2 separate regions of the Zea mays genome follow, and region 1 is linked to region 2. Evidence: chromatin contacts called from public Hi-C data. All regions are on one chromosome and are shown on one strand. Each heading gives the region's core, a stretch centred on a gene start, on an enhancer-like site or on the middle of the called end of the contact. The rest is flanking DNA. Distances are from core to core; before and after follow the strand shown. Region 1 has its middle 10 kb from the start of LOC109945899. Region 2 holds the start of LOC100383398 (putative calmodulin-binding family protein).

Region 1 (6,077 bases), core at 673-3,172, 220 kb before region 2:
CGAGTTCCGACACAACCAGTCACTGATGGGATTTGGGAAACTCAACTGAAGCAGCAATGTCCCATAAAAAAAAAGAACTAGCATACCAGATCCTAGCTTCATCTGCAACGTGCTTCCTACTGCCAGAACGGCAAGAAGCAGGAGGAGGTCTGGGCGGCCACATTGTAGACCTAAATCCGCAAGAAAACAAGCAGCTGTTACCAAAGGTGTCCAACGAAAGCGACAGGCATGGCCATGATAATGTGCGGTTTATGTGGGATTACATGCTGGTTTGTTGCTGAACCATCTCACCGTTTGCGTCTAGTCATTTGAGGAAGAACGCGAGATGGTAGCTCGTGCATCCTTCAGCACATGATGAAGTCGGAGGATCTCTGGGTTTTGGCATGTGGGCTACTTGTCCGCAACTTTGAGGTGGATGCAGCAACCTTCTAGTACAAGTTTGAATGGGTACCAAGTCGAAGTGTTGAGCACTAAATCTAGTATCTGAATGACAGGAAGGTCCGACCTTGTAGTCCGAACGGTTCATGCCCTGCACGGTCTAGCCTCGTGGTTTGGAAGGTCCGCAAATAAATTAATTTAGTTTGGAGTTCTGATCACGTACAGGTTTATCCTAATATCTTATAGGAATTTGTTGGATTCCACCTAAAACAGGTTTAAACCTTCTCCTATAAATATAAAGGTATACGATGGATTAAATCATCCGACAGTCGACCAAAATATAGTTTTATCTTATTTACCTTATTGCCGGCTCAGATTTGGGGCTAAACACTAGTAGTGTACCACCTGGCGGTGCTTTCGGGGCTGGACGGTTTGCGATCCTGCGGCTGGAGAGGGTCTTCTCTGCTCTTGTGTCGGACAACCCGCGCTCTAGGCCGAATAATCTGCACATGCTCAGAGGGTCGCCTTCCTTACAAAAAACAACTAGAACTCGCCCCCGGCAGGGCCCGTCAGGGAAGAGAGTTCCAGTTGTGCCCCGAGATCGGTAGGCCACCCGGAACGTCCCTAGACGGCATAGAGTCGAAAAGGCATGAAGATTTAGAAATGAGGAAAGACTAAAATTATGTTTAGATTACTCCTACTCCTAATTCGATGAAGAATGAAGGAAATAAAGTAGATTTAATTGGTTGGTTCAATTGTTGATACCGCAATCGGTCATACCCCTTCATATATATGAGGAGAGGGTATGTACCGTTTCTATGCGTTTCCTAACAGAATTTGCATGATAAACACACATGGAAACCTGAGTTTTCTTGTCTGAGTTAATCTAATCGTGGATAGTCCGCGGCACGGACGGTCCGGGCCACAGTTCCGTACCGTTCAGCCTTCACAGGTACCACATATGGTGCTCAACACTTAAGTATTAGCCTTGGTAGTTCTATCCTTAGTTGTAGCCTCTCAACCTCAAATCTCTATCTTTATTTGACTCTATGTCGTCTAGAGAAGTTTTGGGTAACGCTAAAGCCAAATCGACCTCAAGATCCTTCCTCCCGACGCATCCCTTTCGAAAGGTGAGATCTTAGTTCTTCTCGGGTTCTTTGCGCTATCGCGGATGATCCATCGCTTACACGCGGATGGTCCACGCCTGCAGAAAGGAGTGCATCTCTCTCTGCAGCTACGCAGGATCTAGTTTTCGTTGGTGTTTAGAGGTCAACACAAAGCAAGCTCGTTCGGTGAGAGTCGTTCCGCTCTTCCTATCCATCGCCGTTTCCTGCAGTCCTTCTTCACACTCCCACACGCCTCCTTTTATCCTATCCAAAAATCGCTATCAGACGCGACCTGCAAAATGTGCTTTGTCCTTCTTCTTTTTTTTTAAAAAAAAGAACCCAAAATTGTGCTTTGTCACCTTTAGCATTGTTAGGTAGGACTAGCATTTGTTTATCCACACGTGTGCTGACTGCAAAGTGCCATACAGAAGCACCAAGATGCTCACTGCCGTCCAAATGAGCATGCTCACTGACATCTATGTCGGAGTGCTTTAACAGCAAAGCATACAGGACCACTTTCTTGCATTTTCGTTTTGCTAGAGTGAGATCTGTGTATTTGTAGCAACACAGCAACTTTACCATCTTATCAACCTCTTGGGGCGATTAGTCTCTTGATGAAGAGAATGACTTTAATACCAATTGAGACCACTTAGAGGGGGTGAATAGGTGATCCTGCAAAAATCAACTCTAAACAAGACAAACTTGGTTTATAATAAGTGTTTAGTAGAACCAAAACCAAGTTGAGATGAATAGAGGTAGAGAGAAGAAGAGAACTCTTCACTTGATCGTTCCTTTAAGATATGTATCAAACTTAGGATAAAAAACACAAGTGGATATGTGAGAACTCTATGTAAGAAAACAATCACAATAAAGAAATACACAAGTGACACGGAGATTTTATCCTGTGTTTCGGCCAATTCCTACTCCACTTTGTGGTGACCTCCTTCGGTCAAGTGTTGCACTCAATCTCTCTCAAGTGATCCAAAGATCAAACTTGAGTACCACAATTTTCTTCCTTATCTCAAGTTTTCACTTTGTGAGGAATCTCCACAAGTTGGAGTCTCTCACACCTTACACAATTGATCTCAATCAAACACAAGAGAAGGGGGAGGGGGAGAAACACACACAAGAGACAAAATCACAGCAACACACACACAAGTCGAGAGAAGAGCACAAGAGACAATGCAACCGAGTTACAGCTTAAAACACGTGCTCAATTCTTTATCTAGCAAAGAAATAGCGTAGTTGCAATGTCTCGGTGTTGCAAAATGTTCAAAGGATTCTTGGTGGTGTGCTCCATGCGCCTAGGGGTTTCTTTTATAGCTCCATGCACTGATTGCCTTCTGTCCACGGGTGCACTGGATTGTCCGGTGCACACTGGACTGTGAACAATGCGCGATTTCTTTCCTTATTTGGCGAAGCCGACCGTTACCAGCCGTTGGCCCCATGGCACACCGGATAGTCTGGTGGCGCACCGGACTGTCCGGTGCGACCTAGTGACCGTTGGCTCGACACACGTGGCAGCTAGAGATCGCGCGCCGACCGTTGGCACGAGCGAGAGCCGTTGGCCGTCTGGCTCACCGAACAGTCCAGTGAATTATAGTAAGTACGACCGACTCTTTCTTAAGAGTGGCATGTTCACCGGGTTGGTCAGCCTGGGCACCCGGACATAGTCCGGTGCACATCGTACAGTCCGGTGCACCGCAGGCTGGTGCAAGTTTGGCCAGCCTTAGCCAAACTTCTCCGTTCTAATTTATCTTTACTTGTGAAGTTGCCTAACACTTAGACAAACATAGTTAGCAACTAAAACAATTGATTAAGTGCTAGATTCATACCTTTGCTTTTTTCCATTTCACTAGGATTTGCAATGTACCCAATATTTCTCAATCTGCTTCTCTTTAACCCTGTGCTCATACTCACAATTGGCATGTTAGCTCAAAGTGATGTGTTGGGCACTTAATCACCAAAGCACTTGGAAATGGCCCAAGGGAACATTTCCCTTCCCCATTTGTGACTGCCCCATAGGAGAATATCCCCACGACATCGCTTGCGGCATCGGTGGCATTTGAGATGGCATCAACGGTGGCATCTTTGGCAGCATTTGTGGGGTCATTTGTGGCATCATCTATGGTGGCATCTAAGACAACCATGGAACAAATCCCCACGACATCAATGGTGGCATCATTTGGTCATGGAGACCTGTCCTAGAATCCTATTAGAAGAGAGTCAGTTTCATGTTCAAGAAATAGAACTGTAGCTTGATACAGTTGCACAAGTAAACCTGTGATGCATCACCATGCGAAGACGTGGGATTCACTGGCGGAGTCGGAGTAAGGTTGTGCTTAGGTATTTCACTATCGTACGCCTGCAAGTAAACAAATTATCATTTGTGCATTTAGAAGCATTTGAAAATTTGATAAATAACTAAAGTGAAGTCGAACTATTACATGGTGATGCATCCACATATACATCTATTGTGATTGCCTCATTTTTCATCTGTTGGTGCATTTGTTGCATCTCCTCCCGTAACTTCCGTTGATCCTCTATTAACTCCTCCTTCCGTGCAGATGATCACCGAGGCCGACTGGTCCTGACAGAGAAGGATGACTGCCTACTATAACTTCGACAGTCCACAATGTCGTCGCCGATAAGAAACTTGCATAGAGTGTTAGAATATATATATAATAGATAGAATCATAGTTATCGAAATAAATAGAATTGACAATATGAAGTACCTCCCATGTCGCACACCTCCACTAGCCGCTTAAGTTGTCGCCGTGTCAAAGTCAGCTATCATCCAGTCGACGTCTGGTCCATGTTTCTCTCGCAAGTTTTCAATAAGGCGACCCTACAAAACATTGATTATTAGAGTTTCGAGTCAGTATTCGGACATACCAACTTTTGTGTCGCATTATCGTCGCACAGAATCACCGGATGATCCGGATCTGAACCGTTGTGCCCCGCGACGTATGTCTGGACAATTGTAGATTCGACACCATCTCAAGAAGCTTGCACTACAAGATTACATGTCCACATATTCGTTTAAGTAATTGAATTTTCAATAATTTAACATACCATACGTTTATCCTTACCACCGCGACCGTCAACCCCAAAGTGGTGGAGACCAGGCTCACTTAACCAGTTGTCTCGATTTCTATCTGATCTAGCTCTGAACTCATTGGAAGACCAGTAATCGCACAACCAGAGCCAAGCATCCGAGTGCTGGCTCAGCCAATCCACTTCACTTTCCCTATACTGTGCAGCTGTGAGGTGTATCTTCTTAGCCGCCCCTCTGCTCATGTTTATCTTCTGGCACTTATACCAAGCAACCACCGCCTTGACTCGTGCATCATACATCATGCCCTTCACAACTCTATGGGCAGTGATGTTAAAAACCTCTCGCACATGTTGATCGTCAAGGCTCGTATCATCAGGCCAGCGAGCGTCAGCGGGGGTGGCCACCGAGCGTCAGGCGTCAGGGGAGAGGACGATGGACGCTAGGCGCAGTCACCGAGTGTCGGCGAGGGGCAGGGGCGGCCACCGAGTGTTGGGCGTCGAGAGCGAGGATGGTGGATGGAGCTGTGGCGGGCGGGCGGCACAGTGGCGGTGTCGGGCGAGCGGGCGGCAGCCGGCGGGCGGACGATAGTGGGCTGGCGAAGAACGGCGGCGGCGGTGGCGCTAGGGTAACAACGAGCGAGCACGGGAAAGAGAAAGGAGAAGAGAAGGCCCGCACATGGTTACATAAATCGGATAAGAACGTCGGCCATGCCTAGCCTACGCACTTAACACTTTATGAATTTCGGCCTGCCCCTGACCGATGTTCTTAAATTTAAGCATGTCGATACTCAGGAACTGACGTTCTTAACTGATTTAAAAACGTCGGGGCCGACGTTCTTAGCCTGACACTACCGGAATCAGCTTCTTTGCCGTGTGTTCTAAACACACGGCAAAGGCTATTTTACACTCGGCAAAGCCTTTGCCGAGTGTAACACTCGGCAAAGAACGCTCGGCGAACTGTACATCGGCAACAGCTTCTTTGCCGAGTACTTTTTGTCGGGCACTCGGCAAAGACTTTGCCGAGTGCCATTTGGCACTCGGCAAAGAAAAGTCACCGTCACGGCGCCAAGTGACGGTGACGGATCCTTTGCCGAGTGCCAACGGCGACACTCGGCAAAGACGGGTCTAGTGGACCCCACAGCCAGTCTCTGTGCCGAGAGCCCTAGTAGGCACTCGGCAAAGGAGGTTTCTTTGCCGAGTGTCTGGTGGACTGGCACTCGGCAAAGAACCCTCCAGTGGGCCCCTTTGCCAGTCCCTTTGCCGAGTGCCTTGGCAACGGCACTCGGCAAAGACATCTTTGCCGGTTCCCAGGTTTCCTTCTTTGCCGAGTGCCATGGTCAGCACTCGGCAAAGATGGCTTTACCGGTTCCCAGGTTTCCTTCTTTGCCGAGTGCCATGGTCATAGCACTCGGCAAAGCGACCTTTGCCGAGTGTTACACTCGGCAAAGTGACCAGGATGTCCCTTTTTTATTTGTTTTTGCTGTTCCATCCAAACAAACAAAAGATATATATCATTCACATCACATTATATATCAT
Region 2 (5,839 bases), core at 852-3,351:
AAAAAAGCTATGCCACACAACCACACCGCCGTATCGCATCCGCGCTGCGTGGCTACCCTAGTCCGTAGTCCCTAGCACACGATTTTGCAAAAGCGACAGCAACAGCGACCGACGCCGATTCAGCCCAGAGTATAGCTAATAAGAGCTAGCCTAGCTGCGGCACAGCACGGCGCGCACGTCAATGTGCCATGTCATGTGCACGTGTGCGGCGCTCGATGGCCACGAGTCCGGCCACGACGGCGACGGCGACCGCGACCGCGACGGCGAGCAGAGCCTCTTGTCCGGCGCACCACCACGTACGTCCCGTCGGTCGCCTGTCCAACGCGGTCCCCGGCCACCAATAAGGAGCGAGCCGCATGCCCGCACAACGCAGGGTCAAACGCGTGCCAGCCAGACCGTGCTCTCCTTGTTGTCCCTGACCATGACTTGGTCGGTCTTCCCTTGCGGTCAGAGCAGCTCAAAAAAAAAACAGTAATGTACTTATATATTTTCCTCACTATAAGAAATTAAGAGAGAGAGAAAAAACAACTAGTAGCTTAGAGCCAAGCTGATGATGCGGGAGAGTGAAAGATGGAGGAAGAACTTGACTCTCATCTCATGCAAACAAAAAAATGGACACGGGAGCCTATGCAGTGCCGGTGGTGGGTCAATAGAGTTATATATATATATATATATAGGAGAAGATATAACAAAGATATATAATGTGACACATAATCCCCGTATATACAGATAAAAAACTGGTAGATGTTATAATATAAGCTAGTTGTTCACCTCTCTCCATCATCTTAACATTTTGAATAGATTAGTTGGTTCATGAAACTTAACAGTAGACAAATAGAAGATAACTAGTACTAAGCTGCATGTGCATCGTTACGGTTTCTATATATGATAATGTTTCTTTGTACAACATAAGCTAACATAAGTTGTAATGGTTTGAAGCGAGTGCTTTCATCCTAGATAGAGACCACAATTTGAATCTCGTTGGCTGCTCTCTTTTTCCATATTTCGCTGGCGCACGACGAACGCTGGCGACGCTCGTAAACTCATGCTTTATATTTAGGTATGGATTCAGATACTTATACGGATGTTAAGTTTTTGGTCTTCTTTCTTCGATTCCGAACAAATAAGATATAGAATTTGTTGTGTCACTTTATATGTTTGTTTTTAACATTGAGCTTATTAAGATTCATATATATATATATATATATATATATATATATATATATATATATATATATATATATATATATATATATCTTTTTTAAAAATAATTGATATAAAATTCGGAAACTGTTACAAAGCTTTTCACCTTTTTCATTGTAGGGAGAAAATAATGCACACAATAAATTATACAAAAAATATTCTTGTCTTCAATAATATGCTTAACAACATGATTAAAGATTAGCACCAAATTCTATGCACATCTATGTAAAAACATTAAATTTGTAATATAATTGGGATGTTTAGGATCCATCCCTATTTATATTAGTTGCGTTACGGTTTCCATATATCATATAGATAGACATTTCTTAAATGAGACAATTATTCAGATACGATCATATTTTGTATATTCGAATTATTAGTATATATGTATATTTATAATATCTCTCATTTATATGACATAAACATAAATGATAAGTTGTATAATCAAGTGAGCTTGCACTATATTATCCATCCACCACATATATAACGCTAGTAAAACTGTAATAGCAAGCAAGCAAGCAAAACTCCCACCAACTACTTATACATTTACATTTGATAAAAATTAAGAAGTAAATAAGGAGACACCAAGTTTATTGTTCGAATATAAAATAAAATAACAGCATGCACTAGATTTGGTCGGGTTTAAAAAATCCACTGTCCGCCGTAACCATGACCCGTCGGTTAAAAATTGACCAAAACTTGTAAGAGTAAAACCATTCGGGTTTGAGTACCAATTGCCATCTCACCACGGCACCACCCAGGCACCCACGCCTTTGGTCATGCGCTAGTTACTTTATGACAAGTGGGCCAGCCACGCGCAGTTATGGCGCCACCCTCCGCCACGGAACACGAGCCAAGAAGCGGTAGGTGGCGCCAACGACTCGTCGTCGTCGTATCCGCGGTCCGGTTCCTCTCCTCCTGCTGCGAATGCGATCCCTGCCCTGCTCCCCGTTCTAGATTAATTGCCTTTAGTTATTCCCTTCCCCTCGGCTCGCGTGTTAATCCACGGATTAAACTCGCACCTGCCCTCCTCGTCCTTGACACACTGAACGAGTGCCCGCCTGCCCGGAGCAGAACCATTCTCGCCCTCTCCCTCTGGCCTCTGCCTCCGCCTCCGCGGACGAAACCGCCGGCTGGGTCCAAGTTTAGCGCGTCGGACCCTCGCTCCCCAATCTCAGAGCAATGGAGGTGGAGGCGGCGGGGCCGGATAAGCTGGCGCCTCCCTCGCCGGTGGAGGGCCCCGGCGAGAATGGCGCGGCCACCAAGGTGCAGAAGGTGTACCGCAGCTACCGGACCCGCCGGAAGCTCGCCGACTCCGCCGTCGTCGTCGAGGAGCTCTGGTATCTTCTCGGACCCTTCTCCTCTCCACGGCCCATGCCTCTGGTGGTGTGGCTACTGGCTCCTTCCCCCCCTTTGTCCGGCTCGATTTGGTACTGAACGACGAGAGTGGCGGCGTACGCCCCCTTTGCTTTTTTTGGGATTCGCTTTTCTTCGGTTCTTGCTGCTCTGCGTCGTGTGTTGCGTCCCATTCCATCGAAACGGCCCTCCTTTGGTTCTTGCAGATTTTGGTGTCCCTGGAAATTTTTTTTGCCTAAATTTGGTTACAGCTTACTAAAGACTTTTCTTTTTTTTCCCTGTTGAGGTTGAGATTTGATTGAGACTGATATAGATGGGGTTTGTGATTGGGGTCAATGAACGAAGGTGGCAGGCGCTGGACTACGCGCGCCTGGAGCACAGCACCGTCTCCTTCTTCGACGAGCCCAAACCGGAGACCGCCGCCTCGCGCTGGAACCGCGTCAGCCTCAACGCATCCAAGGTCCTCCCAACTGCTACGCATGTCACTCATGTTCGTCTGTTGCTCATGTCGCTGGCTTGTAACAGGTGGGCCAGGGTTTATCCAGAGACGGCAAGGCCCTCAAGCTGGCTTTCCAGCACTGGATCGAAGCGGTGAGTACATACTGTGCTAGTAATCGCTAGTGCTACCTTTTAGTTTAGTACAATTACTTTGGATCTGGTGCTGTTCCTATGCGTCTGTGTGGAAGGAGGCTACTTTCCGTTATCATTTGACTTGGACTTTAGTCTTGTGTGAACATGGTTTGTAAAAATGCCCGCCTGTTCAGCTCATAAAAGTCGCGTCCGTTTCTTGATAAAGTGATACTCAGTTGTTTGCAACGCTAAATTGCAATGGAACCTTTATAGCTGTATTCACTTGTTCAGTTGTTCTGTGTAGATCGACCCGCGGCATAGGTATGGGCACAACCTGCACTTCTACTACGATGAATGGTGCAAAAGCCAAGCAGGCCAGCCATTCTTCTACTGGTAAGAACCTCACCACAAACGGCTTAGTCACATTGGCAAATTCCGTTCTTTGAACAAAATAGCGCAATGCATATTCAAACGTTTGCTCGTGCCAGAGATTTCCAGTTACCATAGGAATGTCTGTTCATACCTGGAATCACAGTTATCAGTTTGATGGCATGACAATTAAATCTAGTTTTTTTGCGCGTATGTAGGCTTGATATCGGCGAGGGAAAGGATCTGGACCTTCCTGAATGTCCAAGAGCTTTGCTGAAGCAGCAATGCATTAGGTATCTTGGTCCGGTAAGATATGTTCCACCAACAGCTGCCTATCTTTACTTAGAGTCTGTGACATATAAACTTGCTGAAAATTTCTGTGGAGAGCAGTATGCTGGCTTGACTCACACTTCATCCACAAATATCATGCCAGTGTCACAGAGCTTTCGTTTGTTGATTTTATCACTATCTTTTTTTAAAAAAATAGCACTACCATTTACTATAAAACATTTTCATTGAGTTTGTCTTTGTTTTTTTAATCAAATAAAATATGCATTCTTCATATTCTTGTTTTTAAAACAAAAAAAAATGTTTTATATATGAACTGCATTTGACGTGGCCTCAAGTATGAATTATTGTTTCCCTGGCCTGCTATGAATCAAACATCATATTTCTTTTATCCATGAATCTGGATGACTAACAAAACCACAATTGTTTCCCGCAACGTTAAACATATTCAAGAACAGGAAAAAGGTGTTTGTTTTAACAAACTATTTGGTCTCATGGCACTAAACCTACAGCATAGTTTGAAGCCCTAACATCTGTCCAATGTTTTTTTGCAGCAAGAGCGTGAGCACTACGAATACATCATTAGCGAGGGAAAGGTTATCCACAAACAGTCTGGGGAACCACTTGATACAAGGCGTCCTAAGGGGACTAAATGGATATTTGTTATGAGTACAGCAAAAAAGCTTTATGCTGGCAAGGTAATAATGTCTACTCTATTACTGTCTTACAGTGGCCCCGCACTCTGCTGAGACAATATTATGTCTTTGTTACATTTCACTACTTTTACTTCTGCTAAACCTGTTTCTATATATCCACCAGAAACAGAGAGGCGTGTTCCAGCACTCCAGCTTTCTGGCAGGAGGTGCAACTATAGCTGCTGGGAGATTCACTGCAGAAAGTGGAGTGATCAAGGTATTCTTTTAAGCTGCCACTGCATGTTGGAATGTTTGTTTTGCTTTGTTTGGCGTTGCTTTACTTTGCTGGTATTCCTGCTTGTGCTGTTCTTACACCTTTGACCAACAAGTTCTGTTTGTGCCCTAAGAATCGATTCGTTCACTGCGCGTGATCCTACACAAACCATTCTTTTCTGCTCCACGGGCTACCAGGAATAACTATTTTTTTTTGTTTTGTTTTGTCAATCCGTTTCCAAAGGACAGATTATAGAATACAGACCAGAACATTGATATCCATGCGTAGAATATCTTTGCACAACCTTTTCTTTTCGCAGTATATTGGAAACTACAGTTTCTGATTCTGATTCTGACTGTCTACTTTTGAGCTGCGCAGCATATATATAATATAATCTAATCTTTGTTACTTACTTTGATTACGTCGTGTAAGTGTACATTTCCATCTGTGCGTCTGGATAATTCTTTAATTTGTTATGGATGAAGTCCATCTGGGCGTACAGCGGCCACTACAAACCTAGCGCAGAGAACCTCCACAACTTCATGAACTTCCTCGAAGAGAACGGAGTGGACCTCAAAGAAGTCGAGGTACACACTGTCTTAACCAACCATCCGAAAATACGCTCGTGCTAACAAACAAACGGCAGACGATTTCATACAGCGGACTTGTTTCTGAGCGCAGGTACGCTCATCTACCAAAGAAGACTACAACGAGGACCCAGTGCCAGTGCCGGTACTTAACGACACACGGAGTTCCACTTCAGCTACCATGGAAGAGGCAGACCTTCCACAGGCGGCGGTTCCCGTCCCCGCTCTAAACAGCACAGAGGGCGACGAAGGAGACAGCCCTCCGGAAGACGAAGGACGAGGCAGGGCGAGGTACCAGAGGACCTTGTCAGGCGGGCTGCAGAGCCCCAGAGCCACCCAAGTGCCCCAGAGGGCGATCCTCGAGAGGATGAAGTCCAAGGGCGAGTTGTCCAAGTCGTACCAGCTCGGGCACAGGCTGTCCCTCAAATGGAGCACCGGGGCTGGCCCGAGGATCGGGTGCGTCAAGGACTACCCGATGGAGCTCCGGATGCAGGCGCTGGAGATGGTGGACCTTTCGCCCAGAGGGTTGTCGTCGACTCCGTCGCCGTCGAGGAGAC

What was found. A called contact is a pair of places that touch in the nucleus more often than the background predicts.
Region 1: a contact with region 2 is called in a Hi-C map of leaf, with 5 times the contacts expected there. The contact joins the enhancer-like site here to the promoter of LOC100383398 in region 2. A contact is called at or near these places in 7 of 25 Hi-C or Micro-C datasets (bundle sheath, ear, endosperm and 2 more).

Annotation. Positions count from the first base shown.
Region 1 is chr4:194,215,421-194,221,497 of Zm-B73-REFERENCE-NAM-5.0, reverse strand. No RefSeq gene overlaps it. Among protein-coding and RNA genes, the nearest start is that of LOC109945899, 10 kb to the right of the region's middle. Within about 2 kb of position 1,922, at least 14 of the 20 cell types and tissues checked have an H3K27ac peak or open chromatin away from gene starts, as enhancers often do. A contact at or near this core is called in bundle sheath, ear and leaf, where this site is marked.
Region 2 is chr4:193,999,515-194,005,353 of Zm-B73-REFERENCE-NAM-5.0, reverse strand. LOC100383398 (putative calmodulin-binding family protein) reads left to right here and starts at 2,101. Exons shown (of 9, transcript NM_001176053.2): 1 at 2,101-2,543; 2 at 2,905-3,019; 3 at 3,085-3,150; 4 at 3,434-3,522; 5 at 3,717-3,804; 6 at 4,341-4,484; 7 at 4,606-4,698; 8 at 5,181-5,282; 9 at 5,377-5,839. The coding sequence starts at 2,386.